2 separate regions of the Macaca mulatta genome follow, and region 2 is linked to region 1. A link is a contact called in public Hi-C data. All regions are on one chromosome and are shown on one strand. The core of a region is the stretch at or near the end of the contact, and the rest is flanking DNA. Distances in the headings are between cores, read along the strand shown.

The links. A called contact is a pair of places that touch in the nucleus more often than the background predicts.
Region 2: a contact with region 1 is called in a Hi-C map of CD4 T cells, with 4 times the contacts expected there. The contact joins the enhancer-like site here to the promoter of BTG1 in region 1. A contact is called at or near these places in 2 of 14 Hi-C or Micro-C datasets (CD4 T cells and liver).

What each region holds. Positions count from the first base shown.
Region 1 is chr11:99,470,151-99,473,206 of T2T-MMU8v2.0, reverse strand. It overlaps BTG1 (BTG anti-proliferation factor 1), which reads left to right and starts at 1,493. Exons shown (of 2, transcript NM_001266672.1): 1 at 1,493-1,908; 2 at 2,849-3,056. The coding sequence starts at 1,761. It overlaps LOC144332708, which reads left to right. Exons shown (of 2, transcript XM_077953222.1): 2 at 727-1,398. The coding sequence ends at 965.
Region 2 is chr11:99,710,561-99,713,616 of T2T-MMU8v2.0, reverse strand. No RefSeq gene overlaps it. Among named protein-coding and RNA genes, the nearest start is that of CLLU1, 21 kb to the left of the region's middle. Within about 2 kb of position 1,551, at least 6 of the 40 cell types and tissues checked have an H3K27ac peak or open chromatin away from gene starts, as enhancers often do. A contact at or near this core is called in CD4 T cells, where this site is marked.

The sequences.
Region 1 (3,056 bases), core at 244-2,743:
AAACAATAAAACGTTTTATCCTGTTTTATAATGTCATATTTTTGCTTCATTTCTATATCCTTTAGCTCAGTATTAAAAAGAAAAAAAAAAACTCAAAGTGGTGTGTTTTGCAATATTGATGACCAACTAAGGTCGGGATATTTATTTCCATCTGGTAGAGTTCAACTTCTGCCTCCTGTTTGCTTTCTCCATCTGCCTGCCTCCCTTCATCTTTTTTTTCTCTTTTCCCCCTTCTCCTTAATGGAGTTGGGGTTAACCCTGTCCTAGGCCTAATCATTTTAGCAGGCTCCCGCCTTCCTGCTACACTGGTTTCTAAGTTTTTTTTTTTTTTTTTGGTAGGGTTTCAAATAAACTTAAAATGTCTACACTTAATACTTTCACAAGCTTCAAATTCTTTTTATTTTATTTTTATAAAGAGCAGGACTCAGGCTAGGAGGGCATTTGGACTAGGTAAAAAAGAAAAATCTTTGGTTTTGTGTACACAAATTTTAAAATACATTGTACAGATTTTTTTTTTTTTTTTTTTGGATACAGACCACTCTTTACAGGATCTGCGTTATTATATTTGCCTTCAGTAACTGGCTCTCCTGTCCGCATCCAGTAAGGTTTCCACTCTTCTCTTCATTGACTGGTGAAGTTACTGAAACAGCAACCACAAATGGCCTTACTAACCTACTTATTTTGCAATTACACTTTTACAAAGATATCCCACTACTCTTCCCCTAGGGTGGAGCAGAAACGGCTCCGCGGCGTTGGCAGCTCGTTTGCGAGGGACCCTGGCTCCCCGAGGCTGCAGTCTTTTTCCCTGGACTGAACGCCCCGCGGGACCGTTCCCTCCACTTTCCCCCGCACTCGCGGAGCGCACCGCCAGCACACACAGCGCTGGAGCCCGCATCGCCCGGCACCACACGCGCCTCCGGCTTGAGGAGCCAGTCACCGAGATCCGGAGCGGGAACGAGATGTAAACACGGAGTGGGAACATGCAGCCCGATCTGAGAAGGCGGCGCGAGAGTAGACACAGCCTGCGCCAGGCGGCTCTTATTTATCCAGCACTTACACTCCAGGGCAAGCGGGCCCAGGCAGCGCACTCTTGCAGAAGGATGCACTGGCGCAGAGCCTGGACCTGCTGAAGCGGGAAGGCGGAGCTAGGGCTGGGGGCGGAGCTTTCACACGCGCACCCTCGCTTCCCTCCGTCCTTCGACACAGCAACTGGGTCTCCAGCCGCCACTCCGGGTTTATTTGTTTACAAGCGGATTACGTCAGCTCCTCCCTCTCTTCCCTGTCTCTGGACCCGCCTCCTGGACTCTTTTCCCGCCCCTTTCGGCCCCGAACCGGCTTGCGTCACAATGGTGCGATATTCGGATTGGCTGGGGTCGGCCGTCACGCTCCAGCTACGCCACTTCCTTTTCGTGGCACTATAAAGGGTGCTGCACGGCGCCTGCATCTCTTCGCCCCTTGGAGCTGGAAATGCGATTCTTGAGATATTCGGATGCTGGGGAGCTGGAGGCGGAGGCGGCTGGGGAGGTCCGAGCGATGTGACCAGGCCGCCATCGCTCGTCTGTTCTTCTCTCCTGCCGCCTCCTGTCTCGAAAATAACTTTTTTAGTCTAAAGAAAGAAAAAAAAAAGTAGCCGTCTGCCCCTCACGCCCTCTCTTCCTCTCAGCCTTCTGCCCGGTGAGGAAGCCCGGGGTGGCCGCTCCGCCGTCGGGGCCGCGCCGCCGAGCCCCGGCCGCCCCGGGCCGTCCCCGCACGCCGCCCCCATGCATCCCTTCTACACCCGGGCCGCCACCATGATAGGCGAGATCGCCGCCGCCGTGTCCTTCATCTCCAAGTTCCTCCGTACCAAGGGGCTCACGAGCGAGCGACAGCTGCAGACCTTCAGCCAGAGCCTGCAGGAGCTGCTGGCAGGTGAGCAGGGCGAGGGCGTCGGAGGGACGCGGGCCCCACATCCCTGGGTCAGAGTCCGGCCGTCGGGGCTGCGGGAACCTCGGCAGCGCCCCGGGGCCGGTCGCGCTTGGGCCCCACCGCGGGACCGGTGTGGTCGCGCTGGGTGGCCGCTAACAGCGGCTCCCCGCGAGGCTTTGGGGGCTGGACGGAGGGCGCCCCCTCCCCCCAGTTGGCAAAACGGAGTGGAGAAGAAAACACGCACAACAAAGAAACTTAAACCCACCGAGGCGGGAGCTGCGGTCCGTGGACCGTCGGCGGATTTGGGGACAAAGGAGCCGCGGGGCTGGGGTGGGTTCGACGCCCCCTTCCCTCAGTCCTCTCCAACCGTTGCGTGGTCGGCGGCCCAGCCCCGGGGTGGGAAGCCGCGCCACTGCTCCGGAGCCAGCTCAGAACGGACGTGCAGTCTCCCCGCGCCTCCTGCTCCTGCCCATTAATCATCGGATTTGTCACCGGCACAATTACAGCCCTTCCCAGAGCGTGGTTTAGGGTTGCTTGTTTTTCTTCCCTTCGGGGTTAACAGTCCGATGGCGCTTCTCATCTCCAAAGCCACCAACTCCATTGTGTGCATCTGGGGTGGGGTGGAGAAAGTAAACAGTTTCTCGCCTGGCCATAGGTGCCACTGGCTTCCCGGCTGGCCGAGGCTGCGCGCCTGATTCCTGTTTTGGCGGCTCAACCAGTTGGTTCCTGGAGATTGTTTTGTCCCGTACTACTGCGTTATTTCTAAAACCCTGCCCGCTTTTTCTCCATCCCCGCACATACACAACAACGGATGCAATCCTGGACATTTTAAAAAGTTGATAGTTTTCATTTTCGCTCCTCAAGGGATCCTGGGGTAGGAGGAAATCACACTGGGAGCTAACGATCCTAATTGTTGTTTCTCTGTTCTTCTTTTTTTCTATAGAACATTATAAACATCACTGGTTCCCAGAAAAGCCATGCAAGGGATCGGGTTACCGTTGTATTCGCATCAACCATAAAATGGATCCTCTGATTGGACAGGCAGCACAGCGGATTGGACTGAGCAGTCAGGAGCTGTTCAGGCTTCTCCCAAGTGAACTCACACTCTGGGTTGACCCCTACGAAGTGTCCTACAGAATTGGAGAGGATGG
Region 2 (3,056 bases), core at 302-2,801, 240 kb before region 1:
GGAGACAAATTTAAAAGGTCAGTAGTAGCAACCGATGCTTGCAAAAATGCTAAGCCCAACAAAGGTACAGAAGTCCAAAGGAGCCACTGATTACAAAGATTCCACGTGGTGGAGGAGTTCTCATGAAGGACAGAGACTTGGGCGGGGCTTAGAAAAGACAGCTGAGGACTTACAGATGTGGAGAAGAGGCCAACAGCTGTCCCAGAAGACAGATCACCTTGAGCTAAGAATACACATGCTGTTTTTAGGAAACAAAGTGAGTGGCTGTGGCTGCTGTTATTTCAGAGGTGAGCATAGAGTGAGAGTTAAGAAATGCCCCTTTGGAAGGTGTGTTAGACCCTTGCTCCTCAAGGCATGGTATGAGCACCAGTGCTGTCACCATCACCTGAGTGCTTGTTAGAAATGCAGAATCTGGTTGAGTACAGTGACTCAAGCCTGTAATCCCAGCACTTTGGAAGTCCAAGGTGAGAGGATTGCTTGAGCTCAGAAATTCCAGACCAGTCTGGGCAACACAGTAAGACCTCATTTCTATATAAGATGAAAGAAAGAAAGAAAGAAAGAAAGAAAGAAAGAAAGAAAGAAAGAAAGAAAGAAAGAAAGAAAGAAAGAAAGAAAGAAAGAAGGAAAGAAAGAGAGAGAGAGAGAGAGAGAGAGAGAGAGAGAGAGAAAGAAAGAAAGAAAGAAAGAAAGAAAGAAAGAAAGAAAGAAAAAGAAAGAAAGAAAGAAAGAAAGGGAGAGAAAGAGAGAAAGGAAGAAAGGACGGAAGGAAGGAAGGAAGGAAGGAAGGAAAGAAGGAAGGGAGGGAGGGAGGGAGGGAAGGAAGGAAGGAAAGAAGGAAGGAAGGGAGGGAGGGAAGGGAGGGAGGGAGGGAGGGAAGGAAGGAAGGAAGGAAGGAAAGAAGGAAGGAAGGGAGGGAAGGGAGGGAGGGAGGGAAGGAAGGAAGGAAGGAAGGAAGGAAGGAAGGAAGGAAGGGAGGGAGGGAGGGAAGGGAGGGAGAGAGGGAAGGAAGGGAGGGAGGGAGGGAAGGAAGGAAGAAATCTTGAGCCCTGCACCCAATCCACTGGATGTGAATGTGCATTTTTACATGGTTTTTCATGTGATTTGGAGGCACAATGAAAGTTTGAGAACTTCCTTAAACAAGTAGTTTCACTCCTCTCATTTTTCTTCCTCTAGATACCAAAATAAGGCCGAAGAGGACTAGAATGCCTTCTTTCTGCCACTCTGTCCTCTTTTTCCCTTCTCTCCCAGCTCTTTGTGTAGAGGCCTAGGTGGCTCTTGGTAAACTCAGGGCCTTTCGTGGTGCTCCCTTTCTGCTGCTTTGCTTAAACCCCAACATCCTCTTTCTGAAACTTCTGTGTGTCATGCTTCTTCCTTTTCACTGGTACTCACTGATCTGTGAATGTCACACTTGAGAATGTGGAGAAAATGTGTTTTGTACCCAAATATCTACAACACAGAACAATTCAATTGCCTTCCCAGGAGGCAGTCCTAAAGAATTGGCCTATGTGTAAATGTGCCTGACCTGAGCATAAGAGACCGTTCTGTGTTACTAGCATCACCCAAATTCAGCAGTGGGCTTTGGAAGGACAGGGCTGCCCTCAACGGACCTGTCTGGCTTCAGAACACCTTGAGAAGAGAGAGGCAGTTACAAAGTTGGGGCCCTGCCTTGTGGTTCATTCGGTTTGTTCTATCTAAAATCTTAATTCCTATTATTTTTTTAATCAGTTCTCCAACTTGGGACCACAACTACCATTTGGAAAGATTTCAGGCTCAGGAGAAGTCAGAGAAAAAGAAATGTGCACAAAAACTGAGCGCTCTTCTAGTTTCCAGATCTGACGAGTGAACAGCTTGGAAATTGTCACCCTTATCTAAAACACACACACACACACACACACACACACACACACACACCCCCCCCCACAAAAAACAAAAACAAAACAAAACAAAAATAACTGAACAAACTGAAAACCGGCAATTCTTCTTAGAACCTTCAGAGAATTGAGGTCTCAGGCCAAACTGCCTCCCAGAGAACAGGGGAGTCAGAGGGATGGATACAGAGAATTTCAGTTTACCAGGAGCAGAAGCCAGGAAACTGAACAGTAATTGACAAATTGCTATAAGCTGTGTGTGGACAAGTTTGAGACTTAAAAACTCCCAGGGGGTCCGATCGCAGGGGCCTCCCCATACCTTCCTGAGTTGTACCTCCAGGAGTAACATCAGATTTCCACTATGGAACCTGAAGAAAAATCCTCTCCTCTTTCCCTTTGGGGTTGAGGGGTTGGCGTGGAGAAATAAGCCCAGAGCTCTGTGTTGAAATAAGCCCAGAGCTCTCTGTTCTCCTTAAGGATTTCCTTCAAGGGAAAGTACTTTACAAGAACGCATCCCACAGGTGTTTTACCAGGGGCCTCACGGACCTGGGAAAGGGAAATACCCAACTCAGGCTCACTAAAAGACAGATCTAATCACAGGACTGTAGAATTCTTTCTCTCCCCGCATACAGTACCAACACAGCAATGATGCTCCACATAAATAACAAGGGATTACAGCTTGAAGAACTGCAAGCCTCAGTCCCTATGTCAGGAGTCTCTAGGAAAATTCAAGCACAACAGGGGAGACAAAAGCAAGGGCACGGGTAATTTTAGCCCCTGATACCACAGCTACAGCAAATGGTAAAACCACAGCCTAACTCCTAGCCGGATAAACATAAAACCTTACACTAAGTTAGCGGGGAATCTGTAATGAAGGTACTTAACCAGCTGTAGTCTCTGCTCACAATAGCAGGATGTTCTAGGTTCTCTACTTAGAAAAGAAACAAAGAAATAAGAGAAACAACCACATGGTTTTGAGATTTAGAGAGGAGGGAACATTACCTTCCTGCAAGCTCTACCCTCTTTGAACTTGACAGGTGTCATCTAACCACAGACAATTATTTATCTGCAGTTCTTGCTGTCTTGTGAAATACACTGCAGTTGACATTTTAGAGATTGCAGAACCCAGTTGGTTTATTTGTTGCAAGCCATCCAGATTTCTATAAACGCATTATAGTTTATCGCAGT